Regions from separate parts of the Mus musculus genome. Here region 2 is linked to region 1. A link is a contact called in public promoter capture Hi-C data. All regions are on one chromosome and are shown on one strand. Each heading gives the region's core, a stretch centred on a gene start, on an enhancer-like site or on the middle of the called end of the contact. The rest is flanking DNA. Distances are from core to core; before and after follow the strand shown. Region 1 has its middle 21 kb from the start of 1700113H08Rik. Region 2 holds the start of Mybpc1 (myosin binding protein C, slow-type).

Region 1 (5,900 bases), core at 392-2,891:
AGCGACTGTGACGTTGATGGATCTTTTCATACATAAGGTGCAGGGAAAGGCACAGAGAGGCAGATGTGAAGACACAGCTTTTGGGCTCAGCTCTCCAATAGTCTCAATTTCTTCAGTCATAGAATGAGGGGGCGGGGGTAGCGACATTTGCCTGGCTGTCTTGGGATGGAAAGTAAGTTGTGTTTCTCCAGAGCACAGTAGGATGTCTCAGATCTTTTTAAAGGTGTGTCTGATGACACGAGGTTTAGGTAGGCCACTACACGGATGGTATGCATTAACATCTAAATCGTACAAAACAGAAGTACCCCAGAAGACATCACAGCCTGAGCTACACATAGAGATTTTAATGCATGATTGTTTTGCTGCCCTTTATTTATTAAATCGATTTTGTTTGTGGCACTAAGCTGTCGAAACCAGGGCCGCACGCTTGCTTGTCAAACCCTTTGCCACCGAGTTTCAACCCACTTTTAAAATTTAGGGTCAATTAAAATTTCTAAAGAGCTAGTGGACCCGCTCAGTGATTTTTCTTCTGCTTTTCAACAAGAACTCCAAGAGCCTGGGTTACTTTTGGATGCTCCATTTGCAGGTGCAGTGAGGGTTTTGTTCTTGAATTAAAACTGAGGGTGGCCTTTACTTCTGGTTGGGGAGGCAGATATGGCTTCTTGACTCCAGTAATTCTGAGACTAGGACATAGCCAATGGCCCCCAGAGGGTGGAGGATTCCAGCAACTAGTGTGTTTTGATGGATGCTAACGCTACTTAATTCCCTGCTTTCCATTCTTTACCTAATGCAATGAAAAGGACTCACTCAAACCAGTGAGTTCAGGAGTTGGGAGACAATCCAGGCATCTCAATACGTCCAGTTCCCAAACACAGTTCTTTGCTTTCTGCTGACAAGAAAGCCTGGCTTAGCCAACTCCTCATCGAGGATAACAGCCCTTGATCGCCTCCCGCTGCAGGTAGCCTCACAGGTTAGCTTAATACTCAGCAAGAGGGAGAGGCTGGCAATTACACCAGCTAGTCTCCTTGCATTAGGCAAGATGTTAACTCCTGTTGATTACCATCCAGGATGGTAATCCAGGGTTAGTCAAAGAAAAGGGAGAGACCTAGGGGGATGTAGAAGACCCCCAACTAAACCACCAAACCACAGAATTCTTGAGCTCTTTTCATTGCTGCCCAACCTAAAATTTAACTGCTGTGAGTTCTTAATATGAGAAGAAGCCATGAGACTTGGACGTATGTTAATTTCTGCTACAGAGAAAGTTGATTGTAGGCCTAGGCAGCACATAGCGTTCACCACTGAGGATGAATCCAACGCCTCCATCCTGCTTCTTTATTATTGCTCCTGTGACTTTTTCCCCCTTCTCTTTGCAAAACACCATCTCTTGGAATTGTTGGGCGATGTGGGAAAATATTGTGACAAACATTGCTGTTTACCCTTGCAGTGGCGGCGACTTGTTTTGTTTGCCTGGCCTATTGCCTCTGCTACTCTTTTTCATGGCTGGCGGCTCCCTGACAGCTCGGATTCCTCTGCTGACATCTGTTATAATGAGAGCGTAGACAGGAATAGATTTGCAAAATGATGGACTCACAATAGGACAGGAGCCGGTCCCCAAACTTCGCTTGAGATAAGCAGATGGGGTTTGAAACAGAGCATTTGAACCGATTAGGTCTAGGTGAACGCCTGTATTCAGTCCTCCGGAGTCATTCTGTCCCCAACTTTTGTCCCTCCGTCCTTCACCCTTCGCTTCCCCCGAGTTGTAGACACGGAGGGTACTGATGGCATGGGGTGGGCTTCTTTTCTTCTTCCTAGGCTCTGTCCTGGAGACAGGCCCTTCCAGTCCCTCAAGCAGAAGCACGCTGGGCATTTACCCAGTGCCAACCATGGAACAACAGAGCAGACCCACCCCGCATGCCTCATAAAGAGAAGCTGGGTAGCACATGGGGTTTTCCCACTCGCCACAAATGATGGCTGTTTGTGCTCGTTAACCTTTTCCAAGCCTGGGTCAGCTCCTGCTGGGAGGCAGGGGGCGATCTGGAGGGAATGAAAGTCTGGCAGACCCCAAAGTGTCTTGCACGCCTTGGCCCCCAACATACACCACTGCCTCTTCAGAATACCAAACAATCTCGCGTGACGCGCCTCATAAGTCAGACCGGCCATGTGCTGTTGACAGGTTGGATTCTGATGAGCTGTCCCCGGGAGTCTCCGCACATCTTCCGGGTAACGTGAGGTCCTGGCGCTGCTCATCTTGATGCAGAGGCTCTTCCACAAAAAAACTCCTATGAGAAGGGGACTATCCCATACAGGATCCACCATTTGCAGAGAGACTTTGCACTTTTAAAGCCCGAGTTAACATAAGAATATACATCTTAATAACTTGTACCTTAAGCTCACGTATTGACAGAAACCAAGCTAACTACAAGAGAGATTTCCAAGATCCCTTCTGTGGTCCTTGGGGGGAGAATCTGGAAGTTTGTGATCTAATAAAGAAAAAAAAAAACCGATTGATTGCAGAGGGAACTTTTGTGGGTTACTTTCCACGGGTGGCATGCAGAAACACTCGTTTAACAATGGTGAGACTTCCATGACCACACGAGGGGGGAGATTTTGTCTCGCTGTGCAAATAGCTGACCACAATAAAAAAGCATCGGGTCTGCAAATTGCAGGTTGAAATTACAGCTGCTATGATTCCTGTGAGCCGAATGCAGATTCACTAATCCACTCTAACAGGACCCCAGCAGTCTGCAGAGCTTCGCAGATCTCCCACCCCTGACTATCTCCAGCTGTCAGCCCAGACCTGTGGCTCACTGGGCTAATTCAGTGCCTGTCTGCTGATAACAGGCCATTGTTTAAGCTGTGTGTTTACCTGGCAACCTGTATCTGAGAAGCCTGGAAATGATTCTTAGCCACAAAAGCTGTCAGCTGGGAGAGGCTCTGATGCTGAGGTACCAGGGCATTTAAAGAGGAGATAAAGAAAAATTAATATTTCAGGAATTCTGCTCTGAGGAAAGGCACTTCCGGTTGAATCCTTGTTTGTTAAAGGAAATCCTATGGACTCTCTTAGCACCCAATGTCTGTGGCCTCTGATGGCGCGCCCCACATGTCTCATAAAGAAAGAGTAACAGAAATGCAGGCAAGGGTGGAGAGCAGACAAGTCTTTCACTGGGATGCCCAGAGAGAGGAAAAGACATGGTAGACATTGAGAATCATCTCTGTTTTTAAATCGTGTCTGACCCATTGATCTCAGTACTCAGACATATATGAGTTTCCACAAGGCCAGACCTTAGAATAGTAAATATGATTTGCATTGGTGTTTTGATGGAAAGATACTTTTGGAAATGGTGAGAACGTACAGCAAATGGTGGGAACAAAGAATGTGATCCAGCGACTAGAAAATTTTAAATCTTGGCTCTGCTACTTACTGGCTGTGTGACTTCGAACCTGTCTTGTCTGGTAGCTCAAATACAAGGAAGCAGAAAGTACCTGTCTCAGTTATTGGAGAATTAAATACAAGGATGTCTGTTGTATTTGGTACAAAGTAAGTGCTATATGTTGGGCAAAGCCTCCTGCAGAGGTCTGTGTACCAATGGCTTCATCTCCATGGTTGTACAAGTCAGAGGTGCTGTGAAACTTTAGGGGATCCGGGAGCCTTTGGGGGGTGCGCCCCTCAAGGGTTTTAGTCTATTTCTCTGCCTTTTTTCTTCTCACCTTAGCCACTCAGAACTCCTACCGTTTTCCTAGCAAGATGGCCCCATTTGATCTCTCGGAAGCTTCAGAAATGTGTGTCAAGCATAACTCTTATGTCTCAATATATTACCTCAAGCATACTATTATGGAAACAAAAGCTAACATGGTAGTCAATTGGCTTAATTTTCTTCCAATGGTATACTTAGTCTTGAATGTCAATTAATAGCTCACATGATAGTGCCTATAGGGCATGGGTACTAATTCTATTTTATTCATGTATTTTTATTTGCTTATTGTAATAGTTCTACATGGAGCAATTTTCTTCCTAAGCTTTTATTAATTTTTCACTTTAAAAACTGTGTCTCTATGTGTACAATGCATGTGTTTGTGCATGCTCGTGTGTGTGTGTGTGTGTGTGTGTGTGTGTGTGTGTGTGTGAATAGCTCTGGGTGACAGTGCCCTTCTTCCACCTTGTTTGAGACAGTTTCTTGTTTACTGGTATACATGCCAGGCAGGCTTCTGGGAATTCTCCCATCTCTACCTTCTGTTCACCATGGGAGGGCTGGGATTCTGAGCTGCTTTCTGCTTCTCCCGGGTGCTGGGAATCCCAGCTCCAGTTCCTATGCCCGCACAGAAAGTGCTTTATCCCCTGAGGCACCTCCTTCAAGCAACTGTACATTTTCTTCCAGTAAAGTGCAGGTTTATGGGCTACAGTGTAGTGTTTTGTTACATGAACACAATGTGTGATGGTCTGATGAAGGCATTGGCATATCTGCCACCCAAGGCATAGAATTTCTTTCTGTTCAGTGCAATTCATTTAACAGAGTGCTTTATAGTTATTTTAGCTTTTAAATTCCCCCTCCTGTTTTCTCTTCTTGATTTCTTACATGAGCAGTACATATACGAAGCCCTGTATTTGGTACTTATTAAATGCTCTAATTAATTCATTAATTAATCTGTTCATTCAATGAAATCTGAAGTATGCTTTAACAAGCCAACCATGCCTTAGAAGTAAATATAAAGATGGTGTCTTCAGGGAGTTGCCAGTTTTACTGGAGACCTCAGGTGAGAGGGCTGCCTTTAAGAATCTGGATATCCATAGTGAGAATTACGAGTCACCAGTTAACATGGTGTAAGGGCTGTAACTTACTCAGCTCATGTTCCAACGGGGACTCTGCCCACACAGTCCTTCACTTAATACGTTAAAAAGTTCAAGAGTAGAAATGACAGCATCTCTACAGAGAAGAAACATTTGGCCAGAGGCACCCAAGCTGTGTTTTCCTATTGGTGTAAGTGAATCTGGCACTAGGAAGGCGCCTGTCTATTAGCAAGGGTGACATCATTGTCTAGTGGCTTTCAGGCCCTGGGCCTGTCAGACTTCTCCCCTCTGGTACGTGTGGGTAGCCATATTTGGGGCTTCCTACAGTGATTGTGCTTTCGGTTGGCATGTCTATTACAAGTACCAGGAAACAGTATCTCAATGACACGAACAGCAAGAGCACATCAGCTCATCAGCAAGATGTGTGAGAGACTCTGCGTGATGTTCAGGCCCTCTTGCCACTCTGTGGTCCTTAGCGTCATCTCCTTAAGGTCACTTGCTCAAGCTCTCGAAATTAATCCCAGCTCTCAAGAGCAGGCATGCTCATGCCTAACAGCAGAACAAAGGCCATTTCTTCCCACGTACCGCTCTTTGTCAAGAAATCTTTTGGTAGACCCTCACTTCCATCCCATTGTTCAAATGGAAACAGCAAATGTGGTCAATCTCTGATAAGAACAGGACCAGCATGCAGGCTGTGAGAATTCAGCCAGTATTGGCTGGGGGAGGGAGGAAGGGAAGTGGAGAAGATACAGGGAACTAACAGTGCCAGCTGCATTCAGCCAGACCCAGAAAGGAAGCCTGGGGTTAGATTCTGCTCCGCTATTTGATGGCCATGTGACCTGTCTGTTCAAGCTGCCATGATGAAATGCCATAGACTGCATGTTTTGAACAACAGAAACTTATTTTACTCTGTTTATGGATGATAGAGTTCCAGACTGAAGTGTCAGTTGGCTAGGGAGAAAAGGAAGGAGGGACAATGGGAGGAAGAGGCTACTCCCATCTCTCTTCTTATGAGAGTCATGTTGAATTAAAGTCCTTAATTCCTTGATACTACAAATACTATCGTGCTGGCGTTCAATGTCTAAATTTGGGGGACACAACTTAGCTCACAGTA
Region 2 (5,202 bases), core at 244-2,743, 1.6 Mb after region 1:
TAGTAGCTCAACTTCAGCTTTAACATGTGGCATCTCTTGCAAAGTTCTTCACAATAACGGCAACAAACACTTTTCAAGATTAAAAATGAAAAGTCTAAATATTGTTTTTTATGTTCACCTCTAAGCCTGTGTACGTGTGTCTGTGTGTGTGCAAGTATGCTTTTATTTACAGAGGAGAAATAAAAAAAAAAAAAAGATTCAAAAAGCCCAAGTGAAACGGATTTGATTCAAATATTTGCATTTTTGTATTAGTTCCAAAGAAGCAAAACATCAAAAACTTGGCTTGTCAAAAACTTGGCTCATCAAAAACTTGGCTCAAGACTCAAAGGTATTCCTCTCCTCTGCAGTCTTTAGTAAGGGGTGAAAGATTTATGTCATCCCAAGGGAAACCAGAGTATGAGGTAATAGTTATAAAAGATGTTTCCACTAGAAGTTAATGTATTAATGAGAATGTACATTTTCATTATTTTCATAACCTCTAACACTAATTTAATTCCATTACTAACCAGAAATTTTAAAATACTGATCTTTTTATAGAAAGGAGAAGTTTTTCTTCTAATGAAGACTACTCTTTAATTGTCTTTCGTTTTTATTCTTAGTTATTTTCTTAAAGGCTACATATTTTAAGATTGTATGCCGCAAAACTCAGGAGAGGTGCAACCTACCACTCATATTCAGAAAAAATTTCTTTCCCAGCAAGAAATTTCAAAGCTGGGCTCCCAAAGGACAATCAAAGAAGAATTCTTATTTGTATATTTCAAATGCCTTTCTGTGAAAAAGAAGAAAAACTACAAATAATATCACAGATTCTTATTATTTGAAAACTTGACCAAATTTATAAAGTGCTTGAAAAAACATCCGATGTTCCAAGCACTGCACACTGCAAACACAAGGTGGAAATTTAGAGAAACAAAGTTAAAAAAAAAACAGCTTGAAAATGCAGCCTTCTTACCGTGAGCAGTTAACATCTTTCATGTAAGCATTTTAAGGACCTTTTGAAATTGAATAATACATTTTCCATTTAATCATTGGAATCAATATAACTTTATAAACTTTTTCAGATATTTCTCAGTTAATTATATAGTCTTCTGGTCTTTTCACACCCATTTTTTAAAATCTTTGTACCCCAGTAATTCTACTGTTTTATAGTCTTTTTTTAAAAAACAATCAGACAACTGTTTAAAAATAAATACTAAAATAAATATTAGAGACCATAAGAAGAATATTTATAGGTGTTCTTACCCTCTTTCTTAGTGGGTTCTGGCATGACCACAACAAAAGATTACTCTCCAAAAGGTTTTCTCCTTTCTAGCAGCGGTTGACAGAAACCCCAAGGGCAGCAGAGAGATGGTGTGGGTCAGTGTGACAAGCAGCTGCTTAGAGGTGGACCGGTTTTATACAGGCTCCGACCATCAATCATGTTGGCGCCTCCCTACTTCGGCACAAGGATGCTGAAACCTGACAGCTCTGGGACCTTTCTCACATCTGTTGTCTGCGCTCCGCTCTCCCGCCTGCTGGAAGGACTCTCCTGTCCGTCTCGTGTGGCAGATGCGAGCATCTCTAACTTTCTAAATTCAGCTGTGCCTCGTGCTCTTTCCTGTTCTCTGCCTGTTCCACAGAAGCGTGTGCCGACTCAGCAGTGCACGGAGTTTTCTGGGCGATGAAATAAATAGATGAAAATCATACTACATGAGCCTGGCTTCTCTCTTAATTTTTATTAAAACTTTTTTTAAGGTATATTAAGAAGATCATTTTTATGCCCACATTATTTGTTCATTTTCCTTATTTCTTAGTTAATGAGATTAAAAATTTTTATTGTATTTCTACACCAATGTTAACTAGTCAGTTAAATATTTTGTTTCATTCTCTCTACTAAGAATAGCAAAGCTGTCTATTTTAGGATACATTGCTCTTGCAACATTTTCAAGAGACAGATATTCTTTTTAAAATTACAAGCATATAAACAAGAATGGAACAAACAGATATGCCACAATGTGAATAGAACTTGAGAGAAACCAGCAATAAAATATAGGTTATACAGTCAAGTTATCCAACCATACTTTCATGAAATATCCTGCCTAGGTAAACATATAACATTGGCAAATAACTTAAGTGATTGTCACAGGCTAGGGGAAGTAGAATTAGAACTGAAGGCACATGAATGCAAAGCTTTTCCTGGCAATGATGAAGGTGTTCTGGAATTGGAGTGTGGGAATGGTTTCATAGCTTTGTGAAATACACACACACACACACACACACACACACACACACACACACACACACACACCACTAAACTGTACATGTGCAACATAAGTAAAGAAAGTCAGATAGACCAGACAATGTTTTGATTCACGGTGACAAATGGCTTCCCCAGAACACCATGAGTAAACAGAACAGTGATTATTAAGATGGCAAATGGGCCCAAAAATATAATCCAAGACAGTCACAGAAGGTATCAGACTTGGTCACTTAGCCTGAAACCTAGAGGAACTAATGAGACCACATGTGTTTTTAACAGAATGTCCCGAACCAGCCACATTGTCTCGGTTAATTTCCCCTGTGACTGAGAGCACAGCTGGGCAGACTTAGTTCTACCAAGCACCGTGCCAAGCTAGGTTTTCATATACGGATGGGAACTCTAGCTCTCAATAGCATCATGAGTTAGCTATGCGGGAAGTCAGAGAGGCAGGCTGGACAGCACTTTCAACGAATACCCCCCTGTTAAGAAAGCCTTCTCTTGTTCTACTGAACACGCCATTCGCCTTTCAAACAGACTCTTTGCTCTTAGATGACAATGGGTTAATGTCAACCACAGAACAGTATATTCTGAATATCACGTTAGACCTGGCTTGAAAGAAGGACAAAGAGCCTACCTGTGTCTACCATGGGGATGTCAGTTAATACATTAAAAGAGTTAAAGAATCTAGAATCTAAAGTCAGGGCCTCAGGTTCTATTCACGGACCTGGTGTAAACCAGCCGAGTTGCTGGAAGGACGTCTGGCTGGCAATCTGTACCTCAGTTTCCTCTTGTGCAAAAGAAGGAGTTTTAAAACTAACCTTAGAGGCTGCGATACCGCTGACATTGAGATGTTTGCTATGGTGGAAGGGCCCTAAAAAGGAATCCCTTTCCCAGAATCCCCAGCACTCCCAGCACGCTGAGTGTGTCCTGTGAGATGGACAGAAGCTCTGCAGAATGCTGTGCTGCAGAGGGATGTTTGTGACACGGATTTCACACATGCCCCGAAGGAGCTGCGGGGCCATCTTTGCTTCAGCAGGGGCCCTGAGGGCTTTTAATACACTGATCGTTTTACTGAAGCAAACACATGCCAGGAAATACTACAGTCCTTGGAGAAAGTATTTTATGACCTGGAGGACTTGTTGGTAACAGGGGACTTCACTACAAAGAGAAAATGATATTGGAGGAGTTGAAAGGCTAGCCGAGTTCAAAGACAAAGAGCTGCATGGTTTATAGGGCAGTTAATGTGAGGATTTTTAAAAATTAGAATAATGTGTATTTGCAGACTCTCAGGAAAGAGAGTTACCGAACCATAATACACACACACACACACACACACACACACACACACACACACACACACTACAAAACAGCAACAATTCAATCAAGAAAGGAATACTCCTTGCTGGCATAAAGCGAGGCCAAAAGCAGATAGTTCAGAATCATCAGAAAGTCAGGCAATGTCACAGCCAGAAGAAAAAAAAATGCCCTTTCCCCAGTCACCTTGGCATCATGCACATGTGTGTATCATGTAGAGGCTGAGGCAGGGGGATCACTTAGCCTGGCATTTTGAGAGTAGCTTGGAGAACACAGTGGAAATGATGTCAAAATTCTCTTAGGGGGACTCAAGAGTTTGCTGTGGCAATTGGACCACTTCTTGCTCTGACCAAAAGCCACATTTGCTCCCCAGTGCCCAACATGGTGGTTCATAACTCTAGTTCTAGGATCTGTGATGCCCTCTTCTGACCTCCGAGGTCACCAGGTACACATATCATACACATAAATACCCACAGGCAAAACATTAAATGTATAAAACATGAAATAAATAAGTCTAAGAAGTTAAAATTCTTTAAATTATTTAATTAAAAAAATGAAAAGGCTTTTAGTATACTATCATGTTCACACCAAGGGCAAAGGGAAAGAGAAGGGAGAAAGCAAGAGAGGAAAGGAAAGGAAAGGAAAGGAAAGGAAAGGAAAGGAAAGGAAAGGAAAGGAAAGGAAAGGAAAGGAAAGGAAAGGAAAGAGAATCCATAATCTCTATTTAAAATCTGATTTTTAGCTGGGGCTGGGGGTGGTAGTGCATGGTAGCCTTTAATTCCAGCTTCCCTGTGGGTGCTGGGAAGTGAACCTGGATCCTCTGCATGAGAAGATAGTGTGCTTACCCACCATCATGGTTTCCATAGTAACTGTACTAGTTTCCCCTCCCATCAGCAGGCTTCTTTGCCACATCCTCACCAGCATTTGCTTTCTAGATGACAGTAATTGTGACTACGATATGATGGAATATCACAGTAGTTTTTCTTTGCAAATCCCTGGTGGCTAAGGAGTTGAACACTTTTAAAAACAAATATTAGTCATTCACATTTCTTTTCTTGATAAATACCCATTAATTTCATTGGCTCTTTTTTCTTTTACTGGAAGTTTTCTGTTTTCCGGTGTTGAAAATGTCAGTTGTTTATGTTGAAGTGTGTAACATAATGTCATCTTAGTCAGCCCCCAGCCCTCTGACCACCCCTCTCCATGGTCAGGTCTGCCTTGGTAACACACTTGAGATATCCTTGACCTTGACAATGGTCCAGAGGTATTAACCAAAATAATAATTAAACTAAAATAATTTTTAAAAGATTTAAGTCAAAAAATAATTGTCATGTTCTGTCTATAATAATTCCTGTGATCTGCTATTCAAGGCTACTTTGAGCCTCATCTGACTTTGGTGTGAATTGTGGCCTTTGTGTTGTTGCCTTTAAAAACGCTCTACCCTAAACTTGGGCATCAAGAGACTTGTTAGAGGCATGAGCCTCCTTTCAGTCTGGCCATCAATAAGAGGACTCAAAACTTTTAATTGGCCTGATCAGTGTGGTTGTCAATAACTGTCTCACATGGATCATTTCAATGTATCCTTGATATATACTCCCTGACTGAAATATGGTCAGCTAAGATCTCTCCTCTTCTCTCCTCGTAAGGCA

The links. Promoter capture Hi-C pulls out the DNA fragments that hold promoters and counts their contacts.
Region 2: a contact with region 1 is called in a promoter capture Hi-C map of hippocampal neurons, with 3 times the contacts expected there. The contact joins the promoter of Mybpc1 here to the enhancer-like site in region 1. A contact is called at or near these places in 4 of 39 promoter capture datasets (the 3T3-L1 cell line, hippocampal neurons, liver and 1 more).

Annotation. Positions count from the first base shown.
Region 1 is chr10:87,034,485-87,040,384 of GRCm38.p6, forward strand. No RefSeq gene overlaps it. Among named protein-coding and RNA genes, the nearest start is that of 1700113H08Rik, 21 kb to the right of the region's middle. Within about 2 kb of position 1,642, at least 15 of the 459 cell types and tissues checked have an H3K27ac peak or open chromatin away from gene starts, as enhancers often do. A contact at or near this core is called in hippocampal neurons, where this site is marked.
Region 2 is chr10:88,603,659-88,608,860 of GRCm38.p6, forward strand. It overlaps Mybpc1 (myosin binding protein C, slow-type), which reads right to left and starts at 1,494. Exons shown (of 29, transcript NM_175418.5): 1 at 1,243-1,494. The coding sequence starts at 1,267.